2 separate regions of the Ovis aries genome follow, and region 1 is linked to region 2. The links are chromatin contacts, called in public Hi-C maps. All regions are on one chromosome and are shown on one strand. Each heading gives the region's core, a stretch centred on a gene start, on an enhancer-like site or on the middle of the called end of the contact. The rest is flanking DNA. Distances are from core to core; before and after follow the strand shown. Region 1 holds the start of FOXO3 (forkhead box O3). Region 2 holds the start of ARMC2 (armadillo repeat containing 2).

Evidence for each region. A called contact is a pair of places that touch in the nucleus more often than the background predicts.
Region 1: a Hi-C map of muscle shows a contact between it and region 2, with 2.4 times the contacts expected there. The contact joins the promoter of FOXO3 here to the promoter of ARMC2 in region 2. A contact is called at or near these places in 3 of 16 Hi-C or Micro-C datasets (muscle, omental adipose tissue and skin fibroblasts).

The regions. Positions count from the first base shown.
Region 1 is chr8:28,916,956-28,924,559 of ARS-UI_Ramb_v3.0, reverse strand. It overlaps FOXO3 (forkhead box O3), which reads left to right and starts at 1,564. Exons shown (of 2, transcript NM_001267889.1): 1 at 1,564-2,181. The coding sequence starts at 1,564.
Region 2 is chr8:28,618,004-28,625,150 of ARS-UI_Ramb_v3.0, reverse strand. ARMC2 (armadillo repeat containing 2) reads left to right here and starts at 2,980. Exons shown (of 18, transcript XM_027972389.3): 1 at 2,980-3,572.

The sequences.
Region 1 (7,604 bases), core at 315-2,814, 300 kb before region 2:
CACGCACGCACGCGAGCACAACCCGGCTCGCCGCCCAGCCCTCCCCCTGGGCGGGGACCTGCCCGCCCGCCCGCCGTCAGCCTAGGTTGAGGCACCCTGCGTGTGTCTATAACTTTGTGTTGCTGCCTCGGCCGCTCTGCTTGTGGAAGGGAGGAGGAGGAATGTGGAAGGCGGCGGGGCGCAGGCTGACAGGCGGTTTCTCAGGCGGGCTGCGGCGGCGGCCGGAGCGCCTCTCGGCCGAGGTTGCGCGCCCCTTCCTCATCGTGCCCCAGGCCCGCGCGGGATTGTGCGTCCTCCCCCCTCGTCCCTGAGGGGAAGGAACCGAGGTAGGCGCCGGAGCTGTGAGCGGGTCGACCGCCTTCCCGGCGACTCCGGATCTGCTTCTGAGCTGGGCCAGGCGCTTCCCTTTTCCCTCCCCGTGACTCGGTGTGCGCGCCCCTCTTCTCTCCCGCTAGTGTTTTTAAAGGACTTGAGTGAAGGGGGGGAAACTGTCAAGATGGCAGCAGCGGGAGCAAGGAGGTGAAGAACGTGCTGGTCTGAGCTTTCTGGCGGCCCGGGAGACTTGGTGCTTCCTGACCTGTTGGAAGATTTACGTTCCGACTTGCCCCCTTCTCCCGTTCTTCACTGGGAAGGGGGTGTAAGGCACAACGCCCGTGGGAGAATAAGCCTCACAAACCCCGAAAGTGGCCGTTGCCGCTCGGCTCGACCCTTGGCAAATACCCACCGAGCTGCTTGCCCTCCTTTTTCCCGGCTTCCCCTTTTTCTGGAAGTGACAAGGGCCTGTTTGCGCTCGGACCCACGCTTGCCCTCTCAGCCCGCGGGCAGAGAGGGAAATAAGGAGCTTCCCGCGCCGTCCCCGGGCTCGAGCCCTCCGCTGGGAGGGGGTGGCAGAGGGGCGCGGAGGCAGCAGGGCCGGGGACTGGAAGAAGAGCCGAAGACGCCACAGACTTTGGCGGCGGCGTCGCGGGAAGCACTTGAGCGGGCCCGAGCGAAACATAAACAAACGCACGCCCGCCCGCCCGGACTCGGGCTCGGACCGCAGCTGGGCTGCGCCAGCGCCGGCTGCTGCCCGCTTTAAAGGCGCGGCCCGCGCCCCTCCCCCGCCCCGCCCCTCCCCCTTCTTCCCCGCCCAGCCACCTAGCCCAGGAGAGACCTGCAGCTCCGGCGGCGGCGGGGGAGGGGGTGCCCCGTGCGAGCCCGTCGATTCGCTCCCGTCTCCCCAGCGGCCTGGTCTGGGGGCGGCGTCTGCTGCGCCAGGTTCGCGGGACGCACGTCTCCAGGTCTGCCTGCTCCTGGGAGGCGGGCGCGGTGCGGTCGCGAAGCGGTGGCGGCGGCGACGGCGGGCGAGGACTCGCCGAAGACTGGGTTCCAGCCCGGGATAACCAACTCTCCTTCTCTCTCCTCTCGTGCTTCCCCAGGCGGCGGCTGTAGCGGCGGCGGCGGCGGCGCCGCCTGGGAGCCCGAGCCTTCTCGGCGCCCCCGTCCCTCCCCCGCCGCACCCCGCCCCGGCGCGAGAGGAGAGCGCGAGAGCCCGAGCCGCGGGCGGGCGGGCGGGCGGCGAAGATGGCAGAGGCGCCGGCCTCCCCGGCCCCGATCTCTCCGCTCGAAGTGGAGCTGGACCCGGAGTTCGAGCCCCAGAGCCGGCCGCGCTCCTGTACGTGGCCCCTGCAGAGGCCGGAGCTCCAGGGGAGCCCGGCCAAGCCCTCTGGGGAGGCGGCTGCTGACTCCATGATCCCCGAGGAGGAGGACGATGAAGACGACGAGGACGGTGGCGGTAGGGCCGGCTCGGCCATGGCGATCGGCGGCGGCGGGGGCGGCCCGCTGGGCTCTGGGTTACTCCTGGAGGACTCGGCCCGGCTCTTGGCTCCTGGAGGGCAGGACCCCGGGTCCGGGCCAGCCCCCGCGGCGGGCGCGCTGAGCGGGGGAACGCAGACACCGCTGCAGCCTCAGCAGCCACTGCCACCGCCGCAGCCGGGGACGGCTGGGGGCTCCGGGCAGCCGAGGAAATGCTCGTCGCGGAGGAACGCCTGGGGGAACCTGTCCTACGCCGACCTGATCACTCGCGCGATCGAGAGCTCCCCAGACAAACGGCTCACTCTGTCCCAGATCTATGAGTGGATGGTGCGCTGCGTGCCCTACTTCAAGGATAAGGGCGACAGCAACAGCTCTGCCGGCTGGAAGGTGCGTACCCACCTGGGGCGGGCGGCCGGACCCGCCGGGCCTCCTGCGCAGTGCGAGGCGCGTCTTCGATTCGACGGAGCGCTCCTGAGGGCGCGGGGGAGAGGGGTTGGCAGGGAGAGCCTCCGCTGTGAGGTTTTGGGGGTTTTGTGTGATCCCGGAGGAGGGGCAACCGGGGACGGCCGCGAAGGTGGCAGGAGAGAAGGCTCCTGGGGAAACCTCAGGCATGGCCAGGTGAGGCGAGGGGTTGAGGGACACCGGCGAGGGAAGGACAGACGGACCGGAGTGAATTTGCCGGATTCCTGGGTCATCGCAGAGAAGGTAGGTCTGCGGCCAACTTGGGAGTAGAAGTCCCCCATCGTGGGGGTGCGGCGAGGCCACTACGGGGGGAGTGAGGGAACGGGTTGGGAGGAGTGGATTTGTGGTTTTAAGTCAGTCGCTGAAGCGTGGTGTGTTGTGACTACCTGGATGAGAACCCTTGTGCCCAAGTTTTCGGGCTTGTGGGGTTTTCGCTCCCACAGGCACATCAATCCAATTACAAAAAGCGGTGGTTGTAAACCTCTTCCTGGCCGGTTTCCTTTCCTTGCCTGTGTCCACACCTCTGTTCTTCAGAGATGTCTCTACAGCAGGTAGCTTCTGAGGTGCTTTGGGGCCTGGCACGGGCCAGCCCTTTTACCTCAGCGGGGACTCGCTGCACCTGCTGGCTTCTGCGCAGAGGTCCGGATTCTGGCGCTGTTTGAGGCAGAGGGTCCAGGTGCCCAGGACCCGCGCCTGGCGCCTCACCTGGGCCTTGGGGAGGGAGGTTTGCTGGCAGGGCTGGACCGTAATGGCTTCTACCTGTAAGTGAACCTGAAGAGAGGCTCTCTACTGTTCGTTTTCAGCCTCTTGGGGCACTGGACACGTGGTAGGGAGAGAGGTGTGGAAAGGCCTATGATGTAATGACTTCCTGCAATTGGGCATCCAAAGAGATTAACTCCTGTGCCCCTGCTGGGCCGCTGATACCCAGCGGCTTTGCTCTTGCACCTCATCCTCCTGGCCACATCTCCCAAGACAGGAATGCATACCAGGCTAAAGGGAGCCCTGTGCAGCTGTAGACACATATCTTTCTGTCTGTTGCTTCTAGTAACAAGTTGGATTTTTTTTTTTTTTTTAATTAAAAAGGTGGTTGCTTCCTCCTTCTGTCCCTTCCTTTGTTGTCTTTGGGGAGCTCTGTACTTCCTAGATTCCAGTGGGTGTATAAAATAAGAACAGTTTGACCTTAGGTGGAGAACTGAAGCACTGGAGAGGAGCTAGTACATGAAAAAGCTAAAGAATTTAGTGTCATTGACTTTTAATTTGGTTTAAAAAAATCTTGAAATATGCCTTAAAATTTTTTTATGCTTAGTATAGGGAAAGGGTTTGATACTTTAAAAGGAAAACAAGTGCTTTGATATTGTTCCACAAATCTATCTCATCCTTGAACAAACGCTGTTATTATGAATCTTAGGTTCGATTCAGTTGTATTGCTTTGCAAAAGAATGCCAGTTTTGTGATAATAGGATATTTATGAAAAGGATGAGAATTCTGTTTCAAAGCAGTGCTGATGTGATACTTTTAAAAATTGAGTTTTCAAGTGGATAGCAAGGGTTGATCTCAGTGTATAGTGTTAGGAAGGGATGAATTTGTGGGATCTAAGAAGATGGATTGGGTGGGGTGTGGAGTCTTTTCCAAATTTCTCACACTTGAAATTTAGTCCTACAAATTTTGGATTTGGTGCAGAGAATCTGTTAGTTAAAAGTTAGCTTTAAGTTAGTTAGAAAGTTAACATAGCAAGGGTTTTCACCTTTTTTATGATTTTTAAGGTTATGAAAGTAGTTTTCCATAAGTAATATTTCTTGCATCATGTTTATGGTTAAAGATAATACCAGTTTATGGCATTTGAAAGTTTTTTTTTAAGACTTATGTGGGAAAGTGTGGCTACCAAAAATAACCATGAATTGATACTGAATTTATTATATTTTCACGTAGCTTACAGGATCTGCAATAGAGATTTGGGGCCTAGTCTTAAACTTCGTGGTTTTATATCTTAACTCTTTTTGGTCTCATGGTTTGTTTTTTCCTTCTCTGCTATCTCATTTTTCTTTAACTAAAATCTTATGAAGCATTATAAATTGAAACTGTCCAGCAGTCATATGTTTAATACTGGGTGCATATTTTATGAATATTTTATCTTTAAAATTTTACACCAGGTCCATTTCTGATTATCGCATGATAACTAATCCTTGAAGACTATAGAGATATAATTGAGTTAGAGTTTTTGCAAGATGATCTTTACCAAAAGATGCAGCCATGCAAGAACTTCCAAATCTTTGATGATGGAGAAGGCCCTTTGAAACTGGGGCTGTGGTTTCACATTCCGATTATGAGTAATAGCCAAGCTTTTTTTGTGCTTGTGGTTTAGTGGAGGTGGAAGAGAGGGAAAAGGGAGAGGTCAGGAGCTAATTGTGACCTATTTCTACGCATCCAAGTTTCAGGAGTTGATTCCTATCATGATTAGTCATTTGGAAGCAGGTGTGTGCTTTTAAACCACGCTACTTTCATTCTGCGTTTTACATTCAGGTTTTTAACTTCTAAAAATGTCTAGAATTCAGGTTAACCTCTGCCAGTCATGTGTGCACATAGGTGTAGTATGCAGCACCTAGGCCTTACTTCTTTTGTAGTTTTTGGGCCTTTGTATTAATGAGATCTTGTAACTAGAATTATCACCCTAAGAGCATAGAGCGAATTAGAAAAGAGGTCTTAGCGATCAGAATCAAGACCAGTGAATCAAAGCTCTGGTTGCATGTAAGAATTATCTGGGAGCTTTTAAAAAATATCAGTACCCAGAGAACCTGATTTAATTGGGCCGATGTGAGGGTATTGGTTGGTGAGGTTGTTTTTGTTTAATTTTTGAAGTTTCTTAGGTGATTCTAATGTACAGCCAGGACGAGGTTTGCTGATCTAGTTCAGTCCCCTTATTTTATAGGTGAAGATCTTGATTCTTCAAGTTAATGACTTTACTAAGATCACACAGCTGGTTAGTACAGAGATAATTAGCAGCCTGTGGCTCTAGAGATCTTTATTACACTATTTTTTTCTCTTTAAATTGATCCTTTCTAAAGGTTATGTACTAAGCACTGGGTAGTCTTACATAAGTAGAAGTTGTTTTCCTAAAAAGCATATTTGTCTCTCCATCTAAAAAATCTCGGTTATTATTTCAGCATCGGGAAGATGACTGATTATTGGTAGAGGCTGAGTGAGCACACAGTGTCTGTAAAGCTGTCTGGTGCCTATCAGGAAAGAGTACTTAGGAACTGTGAAGTGACAAAGGTGGCAAAAAAGGACCATTTTAACAAAAGGAGGAAGCTCTTGGTTAACTTGAATTTGTAAGATGCAAACCGTGCCAGGGAGAAAGGTGATAGCTATCTCGCAGGTTCCCTTACCTCAGGCATTAAAGTAGAAATGAATAATCAGATGTGGTTAAAGGGGGAAAAGGTTACATTTCCTTTAACTCAGATTAAGCTTACTTGCGCTGCACCGTTAATTGAGCTGGTGAGGTCTCTGTTTCCTCCTGTCTCAGGCAGACCTCTAGAACTCCCGAGTTTACCTGGTGAGGCCCATTTTTCACTGATTCTCCTGCACACGCCCACTCATCAGTGCTTCCCGTGGGTCAGGGCACAATAATGTCAGGCGGCTATGAGTTTCTGTGGTGGTTCCTACAGCTTCACAAATGTGAGAGGACTTCTGCTGCTGCAAGTGACCGAGTCTTCCTTCACGTGAGAATGTGTCCTCTTGCCGATTCTTCGCAAGGTTAAAAGATGAGGGCTGGCCTGCCGCATAATACTTGCTCACGTCCTTACAGTTCTAGCTCTTTAGATGAATGCACCCAGTTCCTTTTCACCATACTGTATTTTTTAAATATGTTATTTTAACTGCAACTTTAATGTTTAAAAATATTTTCAACCATTTCAAAATGACAGAGGCATAATAATTTCATACTGGCCTCTGATTTTGACCCCAGTCACCTTTTGGACTAACTCACTAAAGGGCCAGTTAGGGTTGTGCTGTACGAGGAATCTGTCTTCAGCTTGGCCCCTGTTGCTGAAATACTGTTTTGTAATTTCCTTCGGCAGTACTGTCTTCGTCAGTGATTCTCAACTAACATACTTCCTCTTTCTACAGTGGCAGTACACTAGGGGGACTGTTTTTCTTCTTTTTCAAAGCTGTGTCATCGACCTATGAGGTGAAGAAATTGACCATTTTAGACTTTGATCTGTGAGCCCCATGTAACAGAGAGGCTCTTTTAAAAAGAAGTTAAGTGTTTGTTTTGATATGTTTATCTCCTTCTCTGAAAATGAAATGAAACTATGCAGACTTATTTTTAGGAGTTTTTAGGAGGGTTCTATTTTAAGGGAATGATACCATAGAAGAACATCTGTAGTTAAACTTTTTAATACTCTACTTATGATGCTTACTTAAAACCAGCACGATATTTTTATTTGGAAAATTTGTGAAGAAGCCTTGTCCCACTAAAAAAATCATTTACCTGATTTGCAAAAATTTAGCAGACATTGTTCATCTAAATATCTTTATAAAAATGCAAAGATAAGACTGTTTAAGCTAGTGCCTTTTGAGAAGATACCCAGCTTACCCCTTGCCGATCAGTTTTTGGATTCCCTGGGCTGGAGAGAATGAAATTTATTTTGTTTTCATACTCTTTTGTCTTGTCTGTGAGGAACAGGCTCAATCCTATTTTTGACTCCTCGTTTTTCTCCTCACCTTTTCCTGTATCACAAATGGAGGAGCCCTGAGGGCCACTTGGACTTTCTGCTGCTATAAAAAGAGCTGGGGATGACATACATGCAGGTGGGTTGTATCAGTGGATGATGCAGCTGGTGCACAGTAAGTAAAAGACTGAAAAGAGAAAACCCTTTTTACTCATTTGCATCTCATGCCATTTCATTCATTCAGCAAATATTTATCAAAGGCATGCAGTGTGCAGGGCGTTCTGCCGGGCCCAGGGATGTAGTGGTAGCACAGGGCAGATAAGGTTCCAGTTCACAGGAGTTTGTGTTCTCTTGGGGGAAGACAGAAAATAAACATGCAAATCTGTGCCCTGTAAACTTGTCATCGTTGCCCCTTCTCTTTGCCTTTTTCCCATCTGTACTTCTGCTTTCCTTAGTGCTCCGGCTCTCTGCGGAGAAGTCACCAGCAAATGGCAAAGTGGATGCTGGGCCCTGGCTTGGAGCTGGCCTTTAGCTCTCTGCAGATCATAATTTTCAGCTTGCTTTGGAGATGCAGGGCCTCTGTCACATGGCTCCTGTAGTCTGGATCTTTTGGGGAGAAGCTGGAATTAGAGCACACTGGTAGCCCTGTACTCATCTTGGGTCCCCAGTTCTGTCTTATGG
Region 2 (7,147 bases), core at 1,731-4,230:
CAATTAAGTGGACCCTCTTTGTTACCATCCCCAGCAATGCCTGACTTGACTGCTGCTGCAGAATGTGGCACAGGTGGTTGTGGTGTTGTGGTAATCAAAGGCAAGTAAGACTGAAGGTGCCCAGGTAAAAGCTGAGCTCCACTTGGCTTTTTATGTAATTTTTTTTTCCAGTGAATACATTTTAGGAACTTTCCTCTGTCTTGTGTCTATCTAGTTCCATGAAATTACTTAATTTCCATTGCACTGTAGATTTTTACCAAGTTGCATTCTGATGTAGTTGTGCCTTTAAATTTATATGTAAAGTCTTCATGGGCTATCAATTTGATGAACGCCTCACAGGAATTATGTGATAAAAATAATTAAAGCACTGAGATTCCATATTGACAAAAGCAGAAAGTATCTCAGACTGAATATTTGAATTCTAAATGGGTGATTTTTATTCCATGCCAGAAGCAATTTTTTTCTCTCTGAGTCATGTTTGTTATTGTCATAAAAATCACTGAAATCATGAGCATGAAAGAAGTATTTAACTTGTATATTTTCAAGAGTATGTCTAATGATATACTCTTAAAGATAAGCTATAGATATTAAATATTAAGTATATGTAATATAAACTATAGTATAAATTATAAAACCCACTGGTCATCTGTGGTTAAAAATAGCTATCATTCTGTTATGCTTTTGCATCATTAGGGTACGTAAAATTTTTATTACCTGTTCTGCCACCTATATAATTCTCACCTTAACTCCAAACTCAGAAATCCAACATTTTCAGGTGAACATAAAGATTCTTGTTCCTGGTTGCCCCATACAGGAAATACGTTGAGATAAGAGAGGGGAGAAAATAAGAAGCATATCTTAACCGTGTCAACAGCCTAAGAGGTACTTCTCACTGCTGTAAACAAGAAGCCTCTGCCTGAAAAATAACATTTATTCATGTATAGTGGTGGATGGCATCAAAAACACCAGACCTCAGATCTTACTAGTGGTGTGACTGTGGGTTATTTACCCTCTTTGAACCTGCGTTGTGTCTACTCTCAAATTGGAATGATAATCTCCAAACCAACTACCTCTCAGGCCTATTATAAACTCTAAATAAAGTAATAAAAAGGACATGCTCAAAATGAAAGCAGTTTAGAAACTATAAAGTGCTTTATAAATGTCAGAGACTAAATGTTTTCCTCTTTAATCTAAGGTATAAGAACTGTCAACAATTTTGTTTCTAAAGTAATTCTACTTACAAGCTTAACTATGTCAAATCTGTTAAATAGCCATCAGGTAACCATGGAGGAAGAGTCAGGTCAGTATACCAGGCCATTGCTATGATATCCGCAATTTTTTCCCATGTTATGTCCCTCAGTGAGGTAAGCTGGGCCGCTTCCTTGCTTTTAAATAATTGCTGCCTATAATTCTGCCCTTGTCATTCTTTTCAATCATTCTGACTTGCCCAGCAGACATTTTCTGACTGAGCCAGCCAGCTTCACGTTCCAGCAGTGTGCTTGCAAGGTCTATTTTAGCCCAAGATCCTAGGTGCATAGTTAGTAACTGGATGTACAACATGGTTTTAAACTGAAGTTTCAACTGTGATGGTAATTGTATAATCATTAGTTCAAACTGAAAGTGAGGTAAAGCTCCATAGGTCAAGTCATAGAGAAACATCAGACTCCCTGGCCCTAAGGGTCCAGGCTGAGGCTAAAAGTCAGGAGTCAGAGAGTGGAAGAGGGGAGAATGTATGAGACAATTTCTTTGAAGAGGAGGGTAGGGGTGCCACCTCCCTCATCTCAAACTCAGTGAGAGGTCTTCCCAGTGACTGCAGTTAGATGGTCCAGGGAAAATTAAGCTCCAACCTGGGACAGCAAGGAGGGGGTGACATGAGCCTTCATTTTGAGTCTCAGGGACAAGAGATGTATGGGGACATCTTGAGACCCATCTAAAGGGGCTGGAGCAAACCCTGGATTTCTAGGGGATGGGAAGGAACTGAAAGCAACTAGTAATTCATGCTAAGTAGCTGGGAAAGAGTTCAACTCCGAAGAAGGCAAATACTTTGTGTTAGGCCCTAAAATTATCCAATCAACTAATAAGTATTTATTGTTTTATTGTATGTGAAATCCTGTTGGGTACTTTGAAGACCACTTAGCTTCCTTTAGTTCAGGTTAATATCATTTCCCCCACCTAACACTATGCCTTACACATAGTATGTGCCCCCAAATATTTTCAATTTAATTATTCTTTACAAGATACTTAGCACCAAAGGATGTGGCATCTTCCCAGTGTTGACAACAACACTTTAGCTGAAAAATCCCCATATTTAAAAAACGTGGTGCAATCCTGAATGGAGAGTGATTATGGTCTCACTTGTATTTAACACTGTAAAGTGTTGCTGAATGGTCTAACAGCAGAAAACAAAATTTAAGCCAGAAACATAAATGGGGTTCTTTTCACCAGTTAACAGTAAGAACAAAAACTGCCGACCGGAGGCCTAGACTTAAATCTACCGCTGTCACTCACTAGACCTCGAGCCTATATTTCCTGTCCTGTGAATAGGGATACGGGGTGGCTTCATCAGAGTGTCAGGGACGCTCAAAAAGATAATACACAGTGAAACACTTTGTAAACTCTGAAGTGCTTCACCCGTGCAAGGTCTTAATAATAGCAGCAGTTTAACATTCGTTGACTGCCACACGCACAGCACTTGAAATCTATTTTCTCAGTCTTCACAACCATCACAAGACCTAGCTAGGTACTATTATTCCCTCCGTTTTACAGATGAGGAGAGACTGGGAGCGTTAAGCATCTAGTTCAAGATTACATTGAACCTCAACTTGAACCAGTAAATCCTGAATCTTACTCCTAAACACTAAGCTACCCTTTCTGTGTACTGTTATTTAACAGAGGCGCTGAGATCTCACACGGGCTCAACGACCGTGGTTCCGTAAATTGCTAATTTAAAAGCAGATGCCTTCCCACCCCGGCTCTTCCACCGGGTCCCCCTCGCCCTTTCTGGCCGCACCTGACACGCTCTCTCGGTGCCTCCGGCCCTCGCCCACGTTCCTCCCACTCTGCCCGCCGCGTCCACGCCTCAGCGTTTCTGCGCATGCGCCGGGCGGTCTGCGCAGGCCCAGTGGCCGAGCGGCGCCAGGGGACCTGTCAGTCCGTCCTCACCCAGCCCCACCCTGCTGAGCCCCGCCTGCTCTCCTTCGCGGCTGAGGCTGCTGCCTGCGGAAAAACTGGAGGATGAGCTGAATCTCCGCAGTTGTTAAACTTGTCTCCAGCGCTAACCACAAGGTACTTTGGATCTGGCCGGAAGCCCCCTTCCCTGCGCCCACTCCCAGCTCAGTCTCTGTCCACTCCGCCTGTCCAGCAGCTACCTGGCTCTGCAGGGAGGCGGCCCGGCCGCCCGAGGAAGTAGTTTGTGTACCGTTACCATGGAGACGCAGGCCGGCCGGCCGGGAGAAGCGGGCTGGCAGGCAGACAGGCGGGCAGGGTGAAGATGCTGCGGCGCTCTGCTCTGGCCTGGACCGGTGGAGGAGGGGGCATTGCCAGGAGTCGGGGAGCCGCTGGCCGCGCGGGAGGTGAGACTTCCCCTGCAGGTTCACCGGGGACCCCTTCTTCTGTCGTCGCCTTTCTGTCCCTGGATCGGGGAGAGAGGTGATGAGAGTGAACTGTGCTTGCTCTTGGGGTCAGGTCGCGGATGTCTATTTCTACACGCTGAGGTTTAGCCAAGCGCGTGGTGCTTAGTTGAAACTCAATAGTATTTGTTGAATGAGAGAGTGATAGACAAAGGGACTTGTCTATCAAGGCAGACAGTGACCTAGCCAAAGTCACATAAATTGTACCTGGGCTCCTCTAGGCAACAGATAGGGTCTTAAATAAATAAGTGTATGTGTAACAATATACGTTAAAATATATCGTATTACATATAACGTCTTTTATCCATTCCTACTAGTATCACAGCAGACCTTCTGTCTCATCCTGATTTAGAATTATTTTACATGGTAGAAAAGCAAGTACCACACCTTACATATATCTTTTTTGTAGATTTATAAAATTCTGATTGTTTGACACAACTTATAGTCAATAAAATACTTAAGATTCTTTTTTCCCAAAGCAGAATACCGTGGTTTAAATTTTAAAACTTATATATTAAAAAAAAAACCCACATAAAAAATGGCATTTCCTTTCTTTTTTGAAATGTGACTTTTCATTCATGAGAAAATTAATTGTTGTATCCTTTTATCACATAGCATTGGGACAGTAGTTAACATTTTTTAAGGGCCAGTCACCATGCTAACCCACTTTGTTAATTACATCATTTAATTTTCAAAACAGTCCTATGAGGCAATTACTCTTTACAGCATGCTTTTTATAGATGAGGAAACTGAGGCTTAGAGATGTTAGAAACCTTGCCCAAGGTTACACAGCTGCAAACTGTTAAGAGTATTGGTGATGGACAGGGAGGCCTGGCGGTTCTGGGATTCATGGGGTCTGAAAGAGTCAGACACGACGGAGAGACTGAACTGAACTGATTTGAACTTTACTGCAGCATCTAAGCATTTAACCACTGCTTGTTTGGATGCTCATATTATCACAAAAGTCATTCAAAATCATGGTAAAGGTCTTGAGTATTTGATTTGCAGGAAAAAAAGAATATGGAGATGACAAGACTTTCTCCTGTTGCAAACATCCTGATAGTGCAGTGTTGCATTTAGCAAGAAGGCTCTGTTTCAGATGACTGTTAACAGCAGAGGTAAAGACAGATGTTTGTAATTAGGTATAAACTTATAAATGATGATTTACAACCTTTCCCCTAACCAATAAGAAATATTTTGTTTGAAAAGGTCTCCAGTTTCAAATTTCCTTCTGCTGGTGGTGTTCATCCCCTCGAGTTTCTGTGCACATCATAAACTCAAGACGGTGATGCAGGACAGAACTCAGCTGCTACTTTCCCTTTGTAGTTCACATCTCCTTCTATTTTCTTTTAAAAGGTCACCTTGCCCTCCCAAGGTTTGCATACCCAATGTCATCTCTGTCCCCTGCTTGCCCTCTCAGATGCCAGATCCTGCTCATGGTTCTCATGTTCTTGGTGCCACTTACTTGTTCTCATCTCTCTTCTTACCTCTGTTTCACCTTTACTGCTATACTTCAGGCTTTTAATACCCCATCCACTAATCATGACATTTATCAAGTCTTACTCCATGCTGAGCAACTCAAAGTGAAAGTAAGAAAGCAAAAAAGGGTTAAGTTTGAGCTCCTATGGCATATAGCATCAAGAATCAGATGCCACTTGAAATAAAGCCCCATATGTTTTCTTTTTTTGTTTGTTTTTAAAAGTTTATTTTACACCACTTTTAGCTTCAAATACATTCACAGTCCCCCTGTCCCTCCCCATTTTGGATAAAAGCAATTTCAAGTACAATAGTCAGCCTCCAGTTCTTTTTATTTCATGTATTTTACCAATCAAAGCTTCTTTTTTTTTCACATTATTTTTATTTTTTATTTATTTTTAGGTCCTTTTTTTTTAATTTTTATTTTTACTTTATTTTACTTCACAATACTGTATTGGTTTTGCCATATATTGACATGAATCCACCACGGGTGTACATGCGATCCCAGACATGAACCCCTCTCCCACCTCCCTCCCTACAACATCCCTCTGGGTCATCCTGGTGCACCATATGTTTTCTTAATCCACTATAACAAATGCCTCCAGTTCAGAAGCCATGCAACCTTCATCTGGATGTTTTCTAGCTAGGGTCTGTATTTGGAGTCCAGTGATTACGCAAATACCGACTTTAAGCTGCGCTTCTCATGAAGAACAGCCTCCGAGCCTGGTAGGGCAACACCAGGTGCGCAGGCAGCTCTAACCCGGTGAGGGGGCAGGTGTGCTGACAGGCCACAGGGGACCTCGTGGAGTATGCGGGAGGGACCCCTGACTGAGGCTGGGAAGGTGGGAGAGGCTTGTCCAGGAAAGCTTTCTTGAGGACCTCTAGGAGATAGCTGGGTTATATAAAAACTGCCTGATTTTGTCCCTTCTAGTTTTTTTCCGTCCTGCCCATCCCTGCCATCATTTCATGCCACAACATCTTTTAATTTGCTTATCAGCTTTTATTTACGGTCTCTCCCTGCTGCAACTCCAGTCTTCATTTCCAGGGCGGCTTCTTATCCATCCAGCACACACCTGGTGTATCCTTGATACTCTGCCTTGGCTCACTCGTTGGCTTGGCTGGAAACTCCTTCTCTACTCCAGCCTCAGTGTCAGCCACTGTCATTTGCTCAAATTCAGACCATTTTCCAGAACCCAGCTCAAACGTCATCTCCTCCAGGAAGTCTACCTGACACCTCCCAGTCAGAAATCTCTTGCTCTTTCCTAATCACGTGGTAGTTTATCTTTATTTATTTTTGCCCCCATCAGTTTCTATCTTGTATTAAAAGCATGTGGGCATAAGCAGGGTTGATACTCAGCTGGTTCACACTGAGAAGTCTATTCTGCTTGTGAAGACACGCACACGTTTCTGTATTGGTGTGTAAATAGCTGCAGCCGTGAGGCCTCTGAGTGCCCCACCTTCTACCACCCCTTCTAGTGGGTAATAGTTTAAATATCTTCAGCTCTGGGAACATGTGTGCATGCGTGTAATTGCTTAAGACTTTATCCATCTCACAGAATTACATGAGATGATGTACATGAGAGTACTTAGCGCACTGCTTGGTATTAAAGTACATGCTGAACGAGAATTAGTGGTCCTTGCCTAAGAGTGAAGACAGTGTTTATTCCTGTCTGTATTCCCAGAGATCCAAATAGAGGAAACAGCTGAATGGATTTGTTCCAGTAGTCAGGAGGATTTTTGGAAAGTTAAAATTTCTGTAATACTACTGTGTTATGGCTCAGGCATGCTTTACTGTAATAGATGAACTGATCGTTTTTTAAATTGGCAAAAACCATCTCTAATAAGAACTTGTAATTTAATAATTATAAAGAAAATACCCCCTCAAACCCACTTCTAACTCAGTTCACTTGCATTATCGAACGTTTCCATGTTTGATTTGGTTAATGCTATATTAATATTGATATGATAATAGATTAACTGTACAGATACTACATTATTGAAAGGGTTTCTCAGAGTGTAACTGCTGAAGTGAGAGTTGCAGA